Regions from separate parts of the Mus musculus genome. Here all the other regions are linked to region 3. Evidence: chromatin contacts called from public Hi-C data. All regions are on one chromosome and are shown on one strand. The core of a region is the stretch at or near the end of the contact, and the rest is flanking DNA. Distances in the headings are between cores, read along the strand shown.

Evidence for each region. A called contact is a pair of places that touch in the nucleus more often than the background predicts.
Region 1: a contact with region 3 is called in a Hi-C map of the N1E-115 cell line, with 4 times the contacts expected there. The contact joins two enhancer-like sites. A contact is called at or near these places in 21 of 484 Hi-C or Micro-C datasets (CD8 T cells, the N1E-115 cell line, the NIH/3T3 cell line and 15 more) and 2 of 115 datasets of contacts at active chromatin or transcription factors (extraembryonic endoderm stem cells and pancreatic cancer cells).
Region 2: a Hi-C map of the N1E-115 cell line shows a contact between it and region 3, with 6 times the contacts expected there. The contact joins two enhancer-like sites. A contact is called at or near these places in 1 of 15 datasets of contacts at CTCF or cohesin (large pre-B cells), 2 of 484 Hi-C or Micro-C datasets (the N1E-115 cell line and cerebellum) and 2 of 115 datasets of contacts at active chromatin or transcription factors (T-cell acute lymphoblastic leukemia and large pre-B cells).

Annotation. Positions count from the first base shown.
Region 1 is chr16:93,435,836-93,439,837 of GRCm38.p6, forward strand. All of the region lies in intron 1 of 1700029J03Rik (RIKEN cDNA 1700029J03 gene), which reads right to left. Among named protein-coding and RNA genes, the nearest start is that of 1700029J03Rik, 21 kb to the right of the region's middle. Within about 2 kb of position 2,021, at least 26 of the 459 cell types and tissues checked have an H3K27ac peak or open chromatin away from gene starts, as enhancers often do. A contact at or near this core is called in the N1E-115 cell line, where this site is marked.
Region 2 is chr16:93,070,533-93,074,656 of GRCm38.p6, forward strand. No RefSeq gene overlaps it. Among named protein-coding and RNA genes, the nearest start is that of Gm30474, 59 kb to the right of the region's middle. Within about 2 kb of position 1,834, at least 53 of the 459 cell types and tissues checked have an H3K27ac peak or open chromatin away from gene starts, as enhancers often do. A contact at or near this core is called in the N1E-115 cell line, where this site is marked.
Region 3 is chr16:93,289,941-93,293,931 of GRCm38.p6, forward strand. No RefSeq gene overlaps it. Among named protein-coding and RNA genes, the nearest start is that of Gm30588, 30 kb to the left of the region's middle. Within about 2 kb of position 2,396, at least 98 of the 459 cell types and tissues checked have an H3K27ac peak or open chromatin away from gene starts, as enhancers often do. A contact at or near this core is called in the N1E-115 cell line, where this site is marked.

The DNA.
Region 1 (4,002 bases), core at 771-3,270, 150 kb after region 3:
TCTGTAGAAGCAAATCTGGAAGACAAGAAAACTATTTTTTTAAAGGAATATATGATAAATAGGTAGAAAGTTGATCTTTACAACCACACAGATCAGTTCCACGAAGCATAACTCATGGTTAAGGATAAACACTCAGCATCACACTGCTGTCTAAATATTGATGCTTACACCGTAGACATAGCTAATGCTACTCTCGGTCTTAATTAAAGACGTACGTTGCACGTGGTACTGAGAGCAAATGATACTCATACAGACCCTCTCAGCTCCAGGAACACTGGGGAGGAATGTAAGTGTCAGCTGATGGGAGAAGGGCATGACACAGACATTGCAGGGACTCACAGCAGCCACAGGTGCCTACTAGGTCACGAGTAACCGCAGGCTCTTCCACCCATGCACAAGTTTCCCAAATCAGTGACTCTGAGACTTCTAATATATGAGTTAATGCCTGGGCCAATTGCTATGGTTCATTTCTCCTAGCTCATGTCTCAATTATCCCATTTAAACTAGTCTAAGTCATTAGCATCTGATATTAGCAATAGATCAGTGGCTCACTCCTCTTTCAGGTCCTCTTCTTCCCCCCTCTTCCCCCTCTCCATCCTCCTCTTCCTTCTCCCAATCTCTTTTTCTTCCCCTCTCTCCATCCTCCTCTTCCTCCATCCTCCCCCTCCACTTCCTCCTCCTGCTCCTGCTCCTCCCCATTCTCTTCTTCCTTCTCCCCATCTCTACTTCCTCCTCACCCTTTCCATTCTCCTTTCTCCTTCCTCCCCCTCTCCATTCTCCTTTTCCTACCTCCCTCTCCTCCTCCAGCCAATAACTAATAAAGGCAATGAAGATCTACTCTTCTGAGTACTAGCACCTCCTGCCAGCCCTCAAGCGCCCCATGCCTTCTCATCCCACTGCTGTCACTGAGCAGAGTCACCTCTCCCTTGTGCCTAGCTAAGCATGGAAAGAAGAGAGGGTTGTGACACTTCCCATGAGGATTACAGTGTCACTGTGATGCTAAAGCGACAGGACTGCAGAGATCTGTCAGCCCAGCCTTCTCCTCTTGGGAAACACACAGGAAGAGTCGCAGAAGATTGCTGAGGCTTCTGATTTCCAAACCAGGCTTACTTTCCACTAACTCACACCCACCTCCTGTCACTTCTTCCTACAATACGGCTTAGGGAGCAAGAGAAACTATTCAACCTCATCCTGTCCAGGATTTTAGCATTGCATTCTTCTTCTTCTTCTTCTTCTTCTTCTTCTTCTTCTTCTTCTTCTTCTTCTTCTTCTTCTTCTTCTTCTTCTTCTTCTTCTTCTTCTTCTTCCTCCTCCTCCTCCTCCTCCTCCTCTTCCTCTTCTTCCTCTTCTTCTTCCTCTCCCTCTTCTTCTTCTTCTTTTCTTCTTCTTCTTTTCTTCTTCTTCTTCTTCTTCTTTTTCTTCTTCTTCTTCTTCTTCTTCTTCTTCTTCTTCTTCTTCTTCTTCTTCTTCTTCTCCTCCTCCTCCTCCTCCTCCTCCTCCTCCTTCTTCTTTCCCCTCCTCCTGCTCCTCCTTCTTCTACGTCTTCTTCTTCTTTTTCATATTCTTATACTTTCTTCTCTTCATCATTATCTCCTTCTTCTTTCACTTCTTCTATTTTATATTTTTCTTTTTTTTTTTTTAAGTCTGATATTGAACTCACTGTGAAGCAGGAGCTGCGCTCCTAACCCCCCTGCCTTACAGTGCTGAGATTACATGCATGCACTGTTGTGGGGCTGGGAGGACTCACATGCACTGTTGCCATGCTGGGGTAATATGCATGCACTGTTGCAGTGCATTACTGCCACATGCAAACCTGAGCTTTAAGGACAGTTCTGAGTAACTGAGCATCATCATCAAAGCGTAGTGCACATGGGAAGAGGGGTGAAAAGCCACTTTGAAAAACAATCTGTGTATGTTATTCTCTGGTTTAGAATAGTCTCCTCCCACTCTCTGCTTAGGAGTGGGGAAGTGCACACTGGTAAATCTCCCATTGGCTGACAGACTTCCAGAATAAGGAAGGAGATGGTGTGAGTTACAGAGTTAAATCCTTGGCCTTGCCAGAACCCAGTCTGCTTCTGCCCCCAGGACTCTGGTTTGTTTGTCCCAAACCAGCCTCATCAGGCCCACGCTCTGGGGGCGCAGGGTTTTAGGCAGTTGAAATCCCTTCAGAGCCCAGCCTTAGGTTTTATCTCAAGAAGGAAGCCAATTAACTGAGTGGCGTGGGAGAGGATGAGAGCAGGAGAGAGGGAAAGTGGGCCATGGCTGAGGTGAACCCGGAGCCGTAGTCAGGGTGGTGCCTGCGGCAGGCAGAGCTCTTCTATCAGCAGTCAGGAGATACTGTGACCCTGCTGAGTGCGGGAAGGGAGACTCTGAGGTAAAATGCAAATTAGGTGACGAAAGAGGTTGCTGGTGAGACCAGGAAGACTGAATTGCAAGCAGGACCCGGTTAGCATCTTAATTAAATATCTGCGTGCGACTAGGGAGAAGCTGGCTGTGCCCTGTGGGATTGTACACCAGGGTTTGGAGGAAACGCTGGATGACAGAGACAAATGAGGAGCGAGAAGACACAGAAGGGTGCCCAGAGCCAACACCATGAATTCCTGAGGAGGAGCCCACCCCGGAGAAGCTCAAACAAACGCTTAGTGGAATCTTTGGAGAATTCCTTCACAACAGGTAGTGAAGGAGAGAGTTTACACTCCATGGCCCAGCCTTAAGCGGTGAGGGGAGCCCAAACTGAGTCCTGCACTCAGGACTCCTCCATCCAAGTGGGAAGGGCCACATCAGCTTTCCTGCCAGAGAAAGAAGGCGCAGGGGAGCAGGGGAGGATGTCTAGCAGCTCAACTCACACAGGTTGGCTGTCCCTGCAGTCAACTGAAAAACAAGGAGAAACGTGTCCTCTGACCTCCATGCATGCCATAGCATGTCTGCATGTGTCCATATGATGTGCCTATACCCCATAGACACATCACACACATACACACACACACACACACACACCACCACCACCACCACCACCACCAAAAAAAAAAAAAAAACCAAAAAACAAAAACAACAACAACAACAAAAAAAAAACCTTAAGATTGGCCTATTCCATTGACTCTTCAAATTCTTATAGCCATTAGGTAGGGGAATAAAAGATACCTCAAAACTAATAAGCTTTGTTATACAAAAGGACAGATTGTAAACACTGAATGCTATTAGAGGCAGTCTGTATTAGTAACATGAGAAGGCAAGGCAAGAGGACTGGAGGTTAGCTCAGTGCCAGGCACTTGCCCAAGGAGCCGAAGAGCATGAATTTAGTCCCCAGGTCTAGGAGGAAAAACTGCAGATCATGTAAAACATCTAAAAAGTGCAGATTGCTCTAAGACGCATTCATCAACAGGTTTCTGAACCAAAAGCTCCATTTTCTATTTTTAAATGCTATCAGTGAGAATTGGGGAGCAAAGTTATATCTTATACTTTCTTGATATAGAAGGCTTGCTAAAATGATCTCATTCTTAATTTTGACTATATACAAATACAGATTTTATGATTTTTATAAATGTAATGAGTTCCTGAGGAGTTAAACTAGAATATTTGAACTTAGCCATGTAAGAATACGGTAGAGCACATAAAAATAATAACAAACATTAGAAAGAAGCAAAACCCTTAAAAAAAAAAAAAGACAAGTGTCCTGAAAAACACAAAATTAAAAGTGATGCGATGAGAATCTAAAAATTAAACGAAGTTGTATTCACAAGATAATGTTGGCAATATTTTAATAAGCAGAGATTTTTAACTTTTAATATTAATATTTTTAATATTCTAAAGTGGAAATTTTTTAATTTTTTAAATAGATGAAAATAGGATAAATGTAGCTGTTTTCATTTCTAAGACATTTCGGTGCCATAGGGAATATTAAATAGGACACAGGTCAAAATTTTATATCAAAATAAATATAAAATCCAAAGGGGAGACAGAATAATATTTTCAAGTTGCACAGCATCAAATAAAACAATGGTT
Region 2 (4,124 bases), core at 584-3,083, 220 kb before region 3:
GGCTTCTTGTTTGAGCATTTTTTTGTGTGGGTAGATGACAGGTCTGAATGATGCAGATGTATGTTTCGTTCAGTCCTGAGTGTCATACAAGTGCAGTTCCTGATGCCTCTCTTAGTACTATGTGTTACACAATTGTAAGTGTGTCCATACAGGGCATCTCGTGTGCATGTCATTCTGAAATTATTGTTACCTATGAACTTTACCACACGGAGAACTTTGTCATATATCTTGTCTGTAATAAAGCCATATTCATTCAAGAAAAAAAAAAAAGAACCCTCTACCTTCTCTGTGGACATGCAAGAGAACTATCTCCTAATGTGAGGAAGAGAAAGCCATATGAACAGCTTGGTGGGAAGTATCCCAGACAGAAGGGACCACCTAAAAGCTAGAAAGGAACACCTCATTCAAGCCAAGGTCATGAATAAGAACCTGACCTGAGTTAGGAATCATGGAAATTGTGTCAGATTACAAGGAAGTTGTACACGACACTCTTTGCTCGCCTCATGCCCTGCCTGCTTTGTGTAGCTTTGCTGGACTCAGCCCAGAACCCTGTAGGCTGATGTTCTCATCAAAACCCATTTTGATACATCAAGACTCAAAGATATGGAGCAACAGAGTTGACAGAGAGACAGCAAAGAAGACGTGGAGTCCAGGCTCCCGACTGCTCAGGGCTGACCGGACAGGGTGGTCTTTTTCTGTTGCAAGACAAAAGCTCCAGATAGATCCGGTTCTCTGAGGATCTGGTTTCGCAGCTTCTCCCTGCACAGCCTCAGAGGTACCATGTGTGTTTTCTGGGTTGAGGTTCCTTCATCTGTAGCATGGTTTCTCAACCAGTGGTGATTGTGACCATTCCTACCAATCCCCAGGGACAACGTCTAAACTCATTGGGGGTCGGGGTTGGGGGGGGACACTATAGGGGAAGTATTATTAGTATCTGTGAAGAAGCCATGGCTGCTGCCCACTGCCATAAAAATCCCCATGACTGTCCCACAGCCAGGAACAATGTGACCCTGTGTCAATGCTGTTGAGGACGAGAGCCCGCCCTCTGTAGGTGTCATGTTCTACACATGTCCCTGATACCAGAAGGTATTCTGTGTGTTCTGGGGCCCAGTGAGTAGGAAACTATTCTAGCACTGACAAGACTTAAGCCACAGAGTTCTCTTGGGTGAGTCCTCTTGGGTGAGTCCTCTTGGGTGAGTCCCCTGAGTTCACATCAATGATCGGATCCACACCCTTCACCAAGAGCCCTGCTTTCTTTCAAGTAAAATTCCTGCTGGGTCTCAGGGATGCCTGGCCTGCTGGCAGCCAGCCCTCAGCTCCCATACTGTTTTATCCTGCAACCGTACCTCCTTCCCTGACTGGGTTTTGTCTTGGCTGCTCCTGGCATTGCCTCTGACAGCTGAGCTTATGGAGAGAGGAGGCTCCAGATAAAAATCCCCAGCATAGCCCCACCAGACTCCCGTAGCCTGACCCAGGCTCAGAGCAAGACAGACAGACATAGCTTTCTCTCCTCGGCTATCTGTATTTACTTTGAGAATCATTTCCTCTGCTCTGCTTGGTTTCCTGTGAGCACGCTTGCCTGCTCCGTTCTCTGTCTTTTTTTTATTTTTTATTTTTTGTTTATTTCTCTTTCTCATATCCCCCATTGATCAGATGCCCTGGAAATATTGCAGGAACAGTGTGTTCTCTGTAAGATTTGGTTACACTTTAATACTTCTCAGCAAAATGTTGCCTTGGAACACCCAAATACTAAAACTCCAGGCCTGCTCTGCTTATACTGGACAAGGTCTTCGGCACAGTCTGCGATTCACGCTGGATCCAGTCCCGCCTTAAAGGGCAAGCGCACCCAGGCTATGGCAGGAATGTGTCTTTGCAGGCAGATCTCTGGAGTCTCTCCTCAGAGAAGTGAGCAGGCAAAACAGACTCTGTGCTCCCTCGCTGTCCCCAGTGTGGCCCTTTACAGAGCCACAGGACCATGCTGATTCCAAGGCTGGCTTAAGCAGGCAGTTAAGCCTGTGTCACCGGCAGGACAGCCTCTTGTTACCTCAGACAGAACCTTAAAATTGTGGAATTTAGTCTGAAAACTAGTAAAACTCTTATGCTATGTTACTTTAAAAATTATTTTTAATATGTGTGAATATTTGCCTGCACGGATGTCTATGTGTGGGTAGTAGGGGACAGAAGAAGGCATCAGATCCCCTAGGGCTGGAGTTAAAGACAGTTGTGAGCCTCTGTGTGGGTGCTAGGAATTGAACCCAGGTCCCCTGGAAGAGGAGCAAGTGCTCTTAACCCCTGAGCCACCTCTCCGGCCCGCAATGGTACTGTTAAATAGAGCTGTTCAGGGAGATGCCGCATCCTTTCTTACGAGCTGTTCCCTTCCACTGCAGATCATGCTGAGTGCCCTGGGTACCGGGTGGATGAAGAACGTAATTTAGGAAGGAGTTGGCAGTGACAGTTGTGTTAAACTGCAGTCTTCAAAGGGACCAAATCCTTTGGGTGGGTCCTGGCCATGTTTCTGACCTTTGGCTACTTTCCGTTGATTTAAGAACAAAAGGTAAAGGCTGAGTAATTTATAAAGGAGAGAAGTTTATTTAGCTCATGGGGGCCTGAGAGGTCCAAGAGTATGAACCAGGGCCTGGTCTCTGCTTGGTGTCCAATGAGGGCTTCATGTTAAGTAGTCATAATGAAGTGTGTGGTGTAGCATGGAGCTAGAAAGTGTCCACTTCTTCTCTCATCTGCTCTTCCAAAACCCCTCAAGTCTCCCATGGATGTCACCCTGATAACCATAGCCAAGCTTAGCCACCTCCAATCCTCTGAGGTCCATGAACAGGAATTAGGGTTAAGGTGTCAACACATATACTTCCTGGATCCCGGTTCAAACCACTCTACTGATCCCAGTGACAGGATCCAGTTTCACAGGGACTCCAGTACTCTATTTTTTTATTCTTATTTTTTATTAGGTATTTTCTTCATTTACATTTCCAATGCTATCCCAACTTCCCCTATACCCTCCCCCTGCCATTCCCCTACCCACCCACTCCCACTTCTTGGCCCTGGCATTCCCCTGTACTAAGGCATATAAAGTTTGCAAGACCAATGGGCCTCTCTTTCCACAGATGGCGGACTAGGCCATCTTCTGCTACATATGCAGCTAGAGACACGAGCTCCAGGGGTACTGGTTAGTTCATATTGTTGTTGCACCTATAGGGTTGCAGATCCCTTTAGCTCCTTGGGTACTTTCTCTAGCTCCTCCATTGGGGGCCCTGTGATCCATCCAATAGCTGACTGTGAGCATCCACTTCTATGTTTGCTAGGCCCCGGCATAGCCTCACAAGAGAAGGAAACCTTGCAGGGCACAACCTCAACAAGACTCATCTGTACGGGCCTTACAGTCAAGCTTAATGACAAAGCTCTGTCTTCTTGGTTTCAGGAAGACCACAAGTGGAGCATCGTTTACCCGGGTTAACAGAAAACAGCAAGGATAACACAGTGTCACGTCTGCCAACACTGTCCATCTTGAAGTCTCTCTTTGGGTACCAGACACTTTTGTATATAACTTAAAGAAGCAAGGCAAGTGAATTAAACAATGCCACTGAATATGAAGGAAAATGAGGCGTTCCAAGGAAGCTGCTTACGTCTCTCACGCAAGGATAACTTAATTTCAGGCACAGGACAATAGGCAGGAAATAGAAATGGGTTCAAATGTCCCCACCTCTAGGCTGCTACCTCAAGCGTTTCTTACATCATGTCAAAGACAGTACCGTCTCTACCCCAGCTCTTTAGGAAGGCAAGACTTGATCTCCTGGCTCAGGCACTACACCTTTGCCACAAGACAGAGGCTGATGGAGAGCTCACCGAGGTGAAGAGTGTGGGAGTGGCTGAGGGGATGGGTGGCTCGGAGGAAGAGATTTTTGGAGAGGAAGCCAACGAGGATGGAGAGATCAGCAGAGCTTGGAGGAGCCGGCGAGGGAGGGGGCAGCACAAGGGAGGCAGAGGCCCCCCAAGGACAGGGCTTTAGCATCCAGGTCATGACGGGTGGGTATGGAGGAAGCCTGCCTGGGCGGCGTGGATGTGATCCCCACATTGCCTCTCGGGTCTGCAGCTCATGCTCCCTCGGGAGGCCA
Region 3 (3,991 bases), core at 1,146-3,645:
TTCCCTCAAACTTTCCCATGAGCGTATAGAGTGAACATCTCCAATGTACCCAGAGTCACAACTCAAAGTCAACATAGCGTGCCATTAGATGGACTCAAGACACAAGCATTTATTTTCAGACACAGGTAGGAAGATGTAGGTATGTAGGACACTGCATCACAGGCTGTCTAAATCAGTACTTATCAGTCAATTTAGAGATAAAATATACATTGTCACATTAGTGAGTGCTATAAAACTGTACTAATGCAACACTATTTTAAGATCATGATAGCACAGCTGGGAGACAGCTCAATATCTGAAGTGCTTGGCACACAGAAGGACATGAGTTCAATCCCCTGAACCCATGTGGCACGATGGCCCACGCTCTGGGCACCAGCACTGTGGAAGCAGAGCAGGCAGATCCCTGGAGCTCACTGGTCAGCCAGCCTTATCAAATCGGCAGGCTCCCAGCCAATGAGAGACCTGACTGTAAGAGCAGGGTAGAAATGAGAGAGATGGTGCAGAAGGCATAAAGTACCTGCCGTATAAACACTTGGAACCCCAGCATGTACGTAGGGAGCCAGGCACAGGTGTCTGCAACCCTGTCACAGCTGAGGGAGGGGGAGGGAGGGAGGGGTGCAGTGTCAGGCCACAGCCCGGTGAGCTCTGGGTTCAGGGACAAATGTTTCTCAAAAGATAAAGTTAATAGTGGAAAACACCAGCCTCAACCTCTGGCTTTCACATGTGTACTTGCATGTACACGCATATACCTACACACTGTTATGCATGTGCCCATACATATGTGCATATGCACACACAACACACATACATGTGCAAGAGAGAAAGAGAGAAATACCAGAAATAAATCTTGTCCTAAAAGTTGATGCCCATTTTCTGACAAATATGACTTCTAGTGACAGCAAGTCAGGCTTCTCGAATAGGACAAAGATGCATGCTTATACTTCTAATTTGATGACGTTTTTAACACAGAGAAAAGATTCCTGAATAGCAAGCTGTGGCTACACATACACTTCTCATTCACTCTGTGCAGCCCTCCCCCTCCTCCCTCCCACTCTGTGATGTACTACACTGAATGAGTCTTGCAGCCTCGGAGTAAGGGATTCATAACTTTTGATTCTAGAAATCAATGAAATAAACACGTCGAGGCCTTGGATGCTTCTCTTTACCTCTGTGGACCTGTGTCTCCTCATCTCCAAGATGAAGGCATTCTAACTCCCAAGTGCCACTAAGGTCCCTGCATGTTGTCACTGATAATGGCAATGTAAATGCTGCATACCCATAACTGACTCAGGGCAAGCCTTGAGAACCCAGTAGAGAAGGATGAAGAGGGGATGGGATGGGGTGGGTGGGATGGGGTGGGATGGGATGGGATGGGATGGGATGGGATAGGGTGGGGTGGGATGGGGTGGGATGGGATGGGATGGGGTGGGGTGGGGTGGGATGGGGTGGGGGGGATGGGATGGGATGGGATGGGATGGGGTAGGGTGGGGTGGGATGGGATGGGGTGGGGTGGGATGGGATGGGGTAGGGTGGGGTGGGATGGGATGGGGTGGGGTGGGGTGGGATGGGGTAGGGTGGGGTGAGATGGGATGGGACGGGATGGGGTAGGGTGGGGTGGGATGGGATGGGGTGGGGTGGGGTGGGATGGGGTAGGGTGGGGTGGGATGGGATGGGATGGAGTGGGGTGGGATGGGGTGGGATGGGATGGGATGGGGTGGGGTGGGGTGGGATGGGGTGGGGGGGATGGGATGGGATGGGATGGGATGGCCCTCAGAATGGTGAGAAGCCATTTTTTAGAGCAGACTTCTTCATGAACTGTGAGACAGCCAGGGAAACAGATCAGCGCCTGCGAGTCACAAAATACCAGCACACTACGCAGCAAACCCCACTAACATCCTCTAATTGGGTAGAAAGTTGTAGAAAAGTCTAAAGTAGAGAAACATTTTCACAAAATTCTGCTTCCCCCCGAACTCACACGGTCACGAGGATGACAGGATCCCACGCAAGGAAGGAACACCTTAGGGATGTTGTAAGGGTTTTCACAGTAACTCTTAGAAGTTAGGAACCAGAACTTTTCACCGTTTTGCAGGGGGATTGAAATACAAAGTGATTTTTACAAACGTTTGGAGCTATCTCTCGGCGAGGAAAACACACCGTTTCCCTGTTTGTTCTTTCAATTTGCTCCACAGACCTTTCCCCCACACTGGTCCCAATAAATCAGTGCACTTCACCAGCACATTTAACGTTGGCCAGACTTTCAATTAGTGACTTTCTCCCAGGCAAGGCCAGCTATGGTCACACAGTTCTTTTCTTAAACTTCTTGCTATTCTCTGGCTCCCAGGAAGTGTGCACCTGTCAGCCAGCCCAGCCCCCACCCTCTCTCATTTTCTTAAAAGCCGGAACTCGGTTTCATTTTTCACTCTTGATTTTAAAGCGGTTGGAAAGCATGAAAGAGAAGGGGCCAGCAAGGGAGGTAAATAAATCTAATCACCGCGAAAAGGCGATGAAAGACCCGTGCCTACGTTTCCTCAATTTGTTCTTGAAATGATCCTTGCCACACTCATTGACTGAGGACCAGCTCTGGGTTCTCCAAAGAGAGGGTTCACGGAGCTGGGAACAAAAGAGCCAGTTCTTTTCAAACACCCATTGGAGTCATTAGTTCCCACCTTTTCCTCTTCACATTTCCAGGCACGGTTAATAAGTAGCTAAATTGACTTCTTTGAATCCTGTGCCTGCTCCTTTCTCTCGCCCACCCTCCTAGACGCATGTGGTTGCGCAGTTCATTCTTTAAGAGGAATGACACCAAGAAAGAAAGTCCTTGAAAAATGGCCACCAGCCACTTAAGAACTACAGACATTTCTAGTAAACTGAACAGCTAAACAGTGGCTGAAAGGGAGAAACGTAAAATCAAACTGGGCAGTGTGGCAGATCTTTCAAGTGCCAGGCTATGTCCCTGGCTCTTATTGTCCCTACGGTGGTCCCTACAGGACACTCCAGGCCTCCTGTAAGAACATACAACTGCCAATGCTCTTCTGACGGTTTTCTCTGGGGTGGTGATGGGAAGGCCTGAGGCGCTGCTGGCCAGGAGCAGCAGTTGGCCTCTAGACAGTGTGGACTGGAGGGCAAACAGACAGTCGTTCGGTCTTCAGTCTCACAGAGGGCAGCTGCTCTGCAAGCCTGTTCTGCTCTGTGTCCCAGAGACATGCCTTGCAAATGTGTCACTGACCACCTTAGCTTTGGGTAACACACAGCCATGGGAGAAAGAGAAATGTCTCCCCCTGGAGGACACACAGGCATGCTCGCTGCCCGTTGTATTAGACTTAGTCTCCCCCACACTCAGCATTCCACCCCATCAACTGCCTGGACCAAGCCGCGAGACCCACTGGAAGCCTTGAGGAAAGGGAGACTCAAGCCACGGATTCTTCAAGTTTCTTGCTGTTCTGTAGCTATATGATCTTTGTCCCTGTTGTCCTGGTTTCATTTCCTCCACCAGCAACCTTGACACCAGGGAAGGCCTGTCGCCTGTCAGAGGGAGGGGCAGAGGTCTTGCTCACTTCACAGGTCTCCTGCTGAGCGCATACCAGAGAAGTTCGGGAACTGAATTTCTGTTTGGTTCAAATTAGAATAGTCACATCCTAATAAGATTTACCTTAAAACTTTACTTCACTCTATGAATCACATAAGAACACGATTAAAACAGAATGCTTTAAGAAATGGTGCTCCAAGGACTTGGGGCTACAGAACTAGAACCTGAACCCACCCCCCAAATACTCAGTAATGGCACATACACCAGGGGCCATCGTGATAATACACTGACTGTCTACAATAGTAAAGTTGCTTACAAACACAGAATGTGACAAATCCTTTCTCCTAAAGGATTCTCTCTCTCTCTCTCTCTCTCTCTCTCTCTCTCTCTCTCTCTCTCTCTCTCTCTCTCTCTCTCTCTCTCTCTCTCTCCTCCCTCCCTCCCTCTCCCTTCTCCCCTTTCTTC